Regions from separate parts of the Pan troglodytes genome. Here region 1 is linked to region 2. A link is a contact called in public Hi-C data. All regions are on one chromosome and are shown on one strand. Each heading gives the region's core, a stretch centred on a gene start, on an enhancer-like site or on the middle of the called end of the contact. The rest is flanking DNA. Distances are from core to core; before and after follow the strand shown. Region 1 overlaps LOC107974888 (a long non-coding RNA gene). Region 2 has its middle 48 kb from the start of NDFIP1.

The links. A called contact is a pair of places that touch in the nucleus more often than the background predicts.
Region 1: a Hi-C map of induced pluripotent stem cells shows a contact between it and region 2, with 2.9 times the contacts expected there. The contact joins two enhancer-like sites. A contact is called at or near these places in 3 of 7 Hi-C or Micro-C datasets (induced pluripotent stem cells and stem cell-derived neural progenitor cells) and 1 of 1 other capture datasets (stem cell-derived neural stem cells).

What each region holds. Positions count from the first base shown.
Region 1 is chr4:140,266,084-140,270,126 of NHGRI_mPanTro3-v2.0_pri, reverse strand. The region is part of intron 2 of LOC107974888 (a long non-coding RNA gene); the gene reads right to left. Among named protein-coding and RNA genes, the nearest start is that of FGF1, 150 kb to the left of the region's middle. Within about 2 kb of position 1,761, at least 8 of the 24 cell types and tissues checked have an H3K27ac peak or open chromatin away from gene starts, as enhancers often do. A contact at or near this core is called in induced pluripotent stem cells, where this site is marked.
Region 2 is chr4:139,873,223-139,877,148 of NHGRI_mPanTro3-v2.0_pri, reverse strand. No RefSeq gene overlaps it. Among named protein-coding and RNA genes, the nearest start is that of NDFIP1, 48 kb to the right of the region's middle. Within about 2 kb of position 1,713, at least 3 of the 24 cell types and tissues checked have an H3K27ac peak or open chromatin away from gene starts, as enhancers often do. A contact at or near this core is called in induced pluripotent stem cells, where this site is marked.

The DNA of each region.
Region 1 (4,043 bases), core at 512-3,011, 390 kb before region 2:
ACAGGTGCATGAACTACCACACTTGGCTTATGGAAGGGTTTCTAAGCATGTCCAGAAGCAAAAAACAAAAGAATTGATAAATTCACTATTATATTAAATAATTTTTAAAATATTATTTGGGAAAAATATATCATAAACAAGCCTAAATGACAAATGATAAAGTTGGGAACTACGGATAAAATCTATGATAGAAAAGCGTTATTTTCCTATTTAGATGAAGAGATCTTCAAATCAGTAAGATGCAGATAAATAATAGAAAAATGGTCAAATTTTCATGAGCTGAGAATCACAGAAAATAATCAGTCATTATTTGGGAATAAGGTTAGAAGCCCACCCCTAAATAGTTAAATAATACTAAAATTTCTTTTAGGACTGTTAAAAAGTTTGATTGTATGTGTGTTTGTGATGGTACGTGCAACTACACACTTTCACTGGAGTTTTCACTGGCATGAACTTTTTTTTTTTTTTTTTTTTGAGACAGAGTTTTGCTCTTGTTACCCAGGCTGGAGTGCAATGGCCCGATCTTGGCTCACTGCAGCCTCCATCTCTCGGGTTCAAGCGATTCTCCTGCCTTAGCCTCCCGATGTAACAATTTTTTTAATGAGTAAAGCTAGATTTATTGAAATGGAAAACATCCAAAATGTGCTAAATAAAAAATAGCAAGTTGTAGAACAAGATGTCCAATATGCTCCCATTTGTGTAAAGCAAAGAAAAAGCATATATATACTTTTATATGCTTGTATGTGTATGGAACACTTCTGGAAGGATACTCAAAATACTGTTAACTGTGGTTCCGTCTGGAAACGATCTGTTTGAAATTTTTTTTACCGTGATTGCATATTTCTTTAGTAATAAAAAAATACACAGTTAAGATATAAAAAGCCCCATGATGCTTCCTCGGAAATTCTTCAAATGGGGAAAATTAAGCTAAAAGTGTTAGGGCTTATCACTTCCTCCTAACAGTTGGCTTTTGGAGAGACAGGGAAATGGTCCTAAGGAAAGGAGTTCCTTCAGGGTGGAATATTTGGAATTGCCCCATTTGGGTGGGGAAGGGGAGTGGGCTGAGGACCCAGGCAGGGCTCCTGCTCTCCAGCCCAGGAGGGAGAGCAAAGAGCAACAGATCAGGGAATTATCTCTCCCTGACTTCAGGAGCCAAATCAGCTCCGGAGGGGAGGGGAAAGGGGGTGGGCGAGGGAAGGCCCCCAGGGCAAGACATCAAACAGGACGGAGGCATCTCTGACCTCCGGGTCACAGGCCCGCGCGCTCCGGGAGCCCACCCGGGGCGCCGGCGCTGGAAGCCAATTCCGAGTGATTTAGGAAATCGCCCAGCCTGGGGGCTGGGGCGGGCAGGAAAGGAGCGATTAAGGGCGAGAAGGAGAAGTGAGGCTTCCTCGGGAATGAGCACATTTGGAAGCCAGGCAGGAAGCGGGCAGGAAGCTGCTCTCATAAAACAATCTGACAATTACGTGTCAGTGTAGGAGAAGGGCCCTGGAAATTATGGGGCTGCCGCGCCGCACTCCCGAGCCCTCCCCCGGTGATTTCCTCGGGGCTGCAATGAGCCGCGGGAGGAAATTATATTTGGGGCCAGGTGTTTGTTCCTGCACATTTGGGTTCAACTTGGGACTGAGAATTTTACGCTCACATGCTGAGGGAAACAATTCCCTGGTGCCTTTGTAAACCACGGCGGATGCACTGCCTCCAGCTGGACTGGGTTTTGGTACTGTGATTAGCATAGCTGGGATTTACCAAGCGCCTCCTCTAGCCAGGTGCTTCACCTGCAACTCACAGCAAGGGGCCTGGATAGGTTCACTGACTTGCCACAGACAATCACTAGGGGTGGCAGAGCAAGAATTTGAACCCAGGCACTGTCTCCAGAGCCCCACACTCAAATCCAACTTGAAAACATACTTCACAAACTTTTCATAAGAGCAACCAGAACCATTACTTTATACGTGTATCTGGAGGAAAGGGTTCCTAAGCAGACTGCTACCCACACACAGGCTGCCTTCTCCTTGTCATTCATTGATTCATTCACTTGTTCCTTCGTATCTATTAAGTACCTATGGTGTGGCCAGCAAAGTTAGGTACTATAAAATTATAAGACACATTCTGACTTCTAAAGAAGCCTTAGGCCTTCTAGAGGCCTTATGCCTGCAGTGGTGGCTCATGCCTGTGACCCCAGCACTTTGGAAGGATAAGGTGGACGGATTACTTGAGTCCAGGAGTTTGGGCAACATAGCAAGACCCTGTCTCTACAAAACAATAACAACAACAACGAAAATAGCTGGACACAGTGCCTGTAGTCCCAGCTACTTGGGAGGCTGAAGCAGGAGGATCACTTGAACCTGGGAGGTTGAGACTTCAGTGAGCCATGATTGCCCCACCGCACTCCAGCCTGGGCGACAGAGTGAGATCTTGTCTCAAAAAAACAAAACAAAACAAAACAAAAAAACACAAAGATAACTAGAGGGCACATTTTACAGGTTTTACAGGCTTAGATTCCAAACATATTTGCAGTCTTATCCTGGGCCTTGACATGATTCTTCTAAGCCCATTTGGATTTTCCTAGAGCAGACATGCTCCCTCAAACCCTCCAGACCAGGAGCATTTCCCAGCGCACACCTTTGGCAGCCTCCTGGTAGACCCTGATCCTCCCTCTAACTTCCTCCCTCCATTCAGAGGGCATCCTTTGGGAAGCTGGGGCCTATAAGACAATCTGAAGTTCCCCCAGGGGCACCTGAGAGGAGTCCAGCAGAGCAATGAAGTGTCCTGACTCCACCAACCACTAGCTGGATGACCTTGGGCAAGTTGCTTCACCTTTCTGAGCCTCCTCTGTAAGGTGAGGTTGTTGTGAGGATTAAACAGAAAAACACGCTGGGCTTTGAGCCCACTGCCTGGAACATAGTAAGTATTCAGTAAGTCTTGGCTGTGTCCCTGGAGGTCAGTGCTCTGTGCTCTGTTAGGAATAAGCCAACCCAGCTCTCAACACCTCTTCTATTAACAAACTGCTCTGAAGACACTGGAAATGCTATACTTCCCTCCTAGCTCAATTCTGTGATGTCTCAAGTCACATTAATTTTTATGCAATGAACTATACCTGGAAACATGATTATTTCCTTAGTCACTGAATTCCTGAACGTTCATCTATTACTTGTGAATGCTAAGCAGAACAATATTCACAGTGGACAGGAACAAGGTCTTTAGAGCTAGACTTCCAAGCTCAGGTCCCATCTCTGTAACTTGGGCAAGTTACTGAATAGCTTTGAACCTTAATTTTCTCATCTGTAAAAACTGGGATAATAAAGCTCTTATCCCATCAGGTAACTGTGAGCATCAGTTGAAAGAATGGTAAATGATTATGTGCTTGGCTTCAGGTAAAAACTCACTAAGTGACAGTTATTACCATTATTTTTCATTATTGTTACACTGACAATTGAACAAGCAAAACAGACACAATCTTTGACTTATGGGATAAAATGAACAATAGCCATGGTCATCAGTATGTAGCATGTAGATGGAGTTCGATGAAGTATTAGGGTAAATGTTCAGATGAAGCAGAAACCAGAATGCTGAGTAGAAAGGCGAAGGTATCATTAAAATGTCTTCATTTTCTGCAAATGTCATTGAGAAAAACAAATGACTGGTGAAGAAAAGACAAGAGGGTAGAAGGTGGTGGTAGGAGAGTCCTGAAGGTTTGAATTTTGCAGTTTTCTGTTAAACTGTTCAATAAAAGAAACGTCCAGTATATCTCTTTCCAGAGACTTCGCAAGCTGAGGCTCTACCCTCCTGCTTTGGACAACTCCTTTCTCAGGGTCTACCATTTCATGAAGAGACTGCCAGGTAGCACACATCACCTCACCGCTATACGATTTCTACCATATGCAGAGTTCCTCTAGCATGTTGGGAATTGTTTAAATAGTATTTTATAAACATTTAGTCATTCATTCTTCATATTCTCTATCTATACTGACTCCAAGCTTTTATTTCATTTTATATTCACATCCCTGCCCTGCACACGGTGAGTATTCAAATAAGTTTCTGCT
Region 2 (3,926 bases), core at 464-2,963:
GCTTTTTGGATCACTGGATCTTTAAAAGATACATAACAGTAGGTAATAAGCCACCCAAATTAAGTTTACCAGAAATTTAGATGTACTCCTTTCCCTCTTGCAGACAATTGAGGACAATGCTCCCAGAAGGTCACTACATTAAAGGAAGCATAGCCTGGGAGCAGCAGACATGACGTCTATTGAACTTACTGTTCCATCTGTCACTGACATGGGCCACACACAAATCTCTAAAGCTCTTGGGGTCTTTAAGGCGCCTGCTAATCCATTCCTTTTCCTTTACCCTTAAGTCATTCCAAATAGGAGGATCTATTCTGTGTTTAAAGACTTCCAAGGAAGAGTCCACAATCACTCAGCCAAATATTTAGAAATTAATTTCCCTATAGCCTTTCCCCGTTGCTCTGAATGCACATTCCTTCCCATAGTCCTGCCATTCTGAAGAGGAAAATATTGTGGCCATGAGCTTTGAGACCTATATAAAGACAAAATAATTCTTAATCTACCCAACCATCAATTTTTTTTTTTTTTTTAAAGATGGAGTTTCACTCTGTTGTCCAGGCTGGAATGGCACAATCTCGGCTCACTGCAACCTCCGCCTCTGAGTTCAAGTGATTCTCCTGCCTCGGCCTCCCAAGTAGCTGGGGATTACAGGCACGCACCACCACACCCGGCTAATTTTTGTATTTTTAGTAGAGCAGAGGTTTCACCATGTTGGCCAGGCTGGTCTCGAACTCCTGACCTCAGGTGATCTGCCCGCCTTGGCCTCCCAAAGTATTGGGATTACAGGCGAGATCCACCGCGCCTGGCATCCATGAAATTTTTTGATGAAAAACTAGTTCATAATTTATAAAGTGTAGATACAAATGTACTGCACTCAGCCTTCTTCTATGGAAGTGAAGATGAGAGGTAAGTACTTACTTACCCATTATCCTTACCCTTATTTGGAAGCTCTGTGGAACTACTGTAGGAACTAAGTCTATAATTCAATGAGGTGGATATTGGAAATATATATATATAAGTCCAATACCTAAATCTAGAGAACTGCTAAACCAGAGAAGAGCTTACGGACAAAAATAGGTTATACAGATTCAACTCACTTCACAGTCTCAGGGACAAAATATATAATTAACCAAAAAGAGAAAAAAAGATGATTTTTGTCCTACACATGACCATGCATATACAGATCTAGGGCTTGAGAGTCACTGAATCAAACCTATAAAAATATGGACTGCTAATTTTGCTTCTTCAGGTCACCAGTGCCCACTATTTTCATCAACTATATAGTACCAAAGCATACTAGTAATAAATAAATAGTAATAAATACATAAAAAGTAATAAATAGTGAAAATGTTGATCCATCTGATTTCTCTGCAATCACTGATTTATCTGCAATCTGTTAAAATATAAACTGGAAATAAATCATATACATGAAAATCCTCAGTGTTGATAATCAGAGAAAAAAGCAACATATTAAAATGACATCCAAACAGAGGAACTGCCAAATACGGCCTATGAAATGTTCTGTCAAAATAAAGATGTGGAATCAGGAAGCAGATGGCAAAATTCTTTCTAAAACCTCACTTAAGCAGCATTTTAGGCATTTCTGACAGTTCTGCAAATGAAAAGAGGGATGTTTCATCAAGAGTAACTCTAGCCCAGTTATGATGATAGGTTGCTCCAGTCCTCTCCAACTTGGCTCAGGAAGTATCTGGCTTAAATCGGGGAGGGGAAGTGGGAGGCAAAGCAGCTCTCAGCAGGGGACACGAATGCAAACCCAACTATGCAAGGTAAAAATCACTCTAGCTTTGGCATTTTGGTTGAATTTCATTAGAATCAGGCTGGGTTTCATAACCAGAAGGCAGAACTTCCTTAGTTTTATACTTTTTCTAATAATGCTTTGTCAGGGAAATCATCTTCTCTATTTTAGAGATTTCTTTTAGATTTTTGACCTGTTTTCTTGTTTCCCAGGCTGCGTATATCACTCGCGAACCTTCCAGACAACTGAAGAATAACAATGAATACTGCCATCTTCCCAGAGCTCCAGCACTAATCTTTGTTAAGGCTTAGAGGAAACCACTTTTCTCAGTTTTGATGTCTATGAATCTGCAATCACTAATGAATGGGGAAAAGTCTGTGAAACATTTATTTCCTACATCAATGATTAAAATTAGCTGTTTTTAGAGCAGAATGAACAACATACAAAGCAGGTTGGACGACATCTATTTCACACAATTGCATCTCAGTTTCCGACCTAGGTAAAATCCTGCATAAATGTAAGAGAATCCTCTATATTCATATGTTCTGTATTCAGGTTTAAGAGATGTGCATTTTACATTTACATTTTATTAATTCATCAACTGATACTTAAGAATTAAAACTCTCAAAATCAGAAGACAATGCTTTTTGGTAAAGAAAAAAAGAAACAGGCTATAAGTAAAAACAGGTATAAAAATTAACACAAAACCTTTGAGTAATGTATTTATCCTATAAGCGGAAAATTCTGAGAATAATGGAGGACTGAGGGGATTAAAATGCCACGCAGTAGATGGACTATTTCAGATTTTATAGTCAGGGAAACTGGCTTCGGGAGGACAGCTCTCAATTCATGTACTTTACGTAAGAGCAGTTCTTTCTATAGGCCATAAAGTTGTAGGTGATACAATCAACTGGGTTATAAAATAGCTTCTTTTTAGAATGGAGATGATACAAAATCAATTTCTACAACCATCATTTCCTCCTGAACACCTCTTTCACTTTCAACCTAAACTTACTCTCCCCTTTGGGAATTCCCAGTGTATTTCTTTGAGATGTCTTCCACGTTAATAGTAGAGCCTACAAAGAACCAACATGCAGAGGCTACTTGTCAAAGGGCACTTTCTGTAGGTAGTCTAAAAGAACACAATTATACACATACACAAACGTGTACAGGTATACGCAAAAGGGAAAAGGAGATGCAAGAGTACTGTACTACTGCTTTAACAAATGCTCTCACCCAATCCACCTTATCCATCTTACAGGCTAGAAACACTATTTAGGGTTTAAAATACGCAAAAAAAATTTTTTTTAAATATATAAACCATCTATGGAAGCATATTTTGCCTTCTGTTATGACCCTCATCATTCCTCAAATCATATTCTAAAAGCCTGAGAGGTGAAAATCTTCTGAACAGCTGAACCACCCACAGAACCTGAAAATTATTATACATTTTGCACATGATTAACCTATATTCACCACTGAGGTTTAACCAAGAACCAGATTCACGTAGGTAATAGGGGTCACAACTACTTTTTCATAAAATATACCCTCCTACTGGCCAGGTGAGGTGGCTCACGCCTGTAATTCCAGCACTTCAGATTGCTTGAGCCCAGGAATTCAAGACCAGTCTGGGCAACATGGCAAAACCCTGTCTCTACTAAAAATACAAAAATTAACTGGGTGTGGTGGCACATGCCTGTAGTCCCAGCTACTTGGGGAGGCTGAGGTGGGATGGCTTGAGCCTGGAAGGTGGAGGTTGCAGTGAGCCAAGATCACGACTTTGTACTTAAGTCTGGGCGACAGAGCGAGACCCTGTCTCAAAAAAAAAAAAAAAATCTACGCATCCATCTATCTATACAAACACACATCCTCCTACTTTACATAAATGTACAATTCCATGTCTATTCTTGGCATGTTTTCAGTTAAAATTAGATTACTGATGTTTACAAGAAGCACGGTCAAATGATTTTTTTCATTTTATGTCAATGTTTACACGCCAACCCTCCAGAAGGTTGGGACAATGGGAAGAGGGCATTGGACTGGATGTAAAGCCTGAAGCCAGGGGTCTAGTTTTGTTAGGGTCTAGATTCTCACCCCAGAATCTTACCCCCTCAGGCAATCACTCAAATTGAAATATCACTTCTATTGGTCCTGATACTCTACTTCAGTAGTT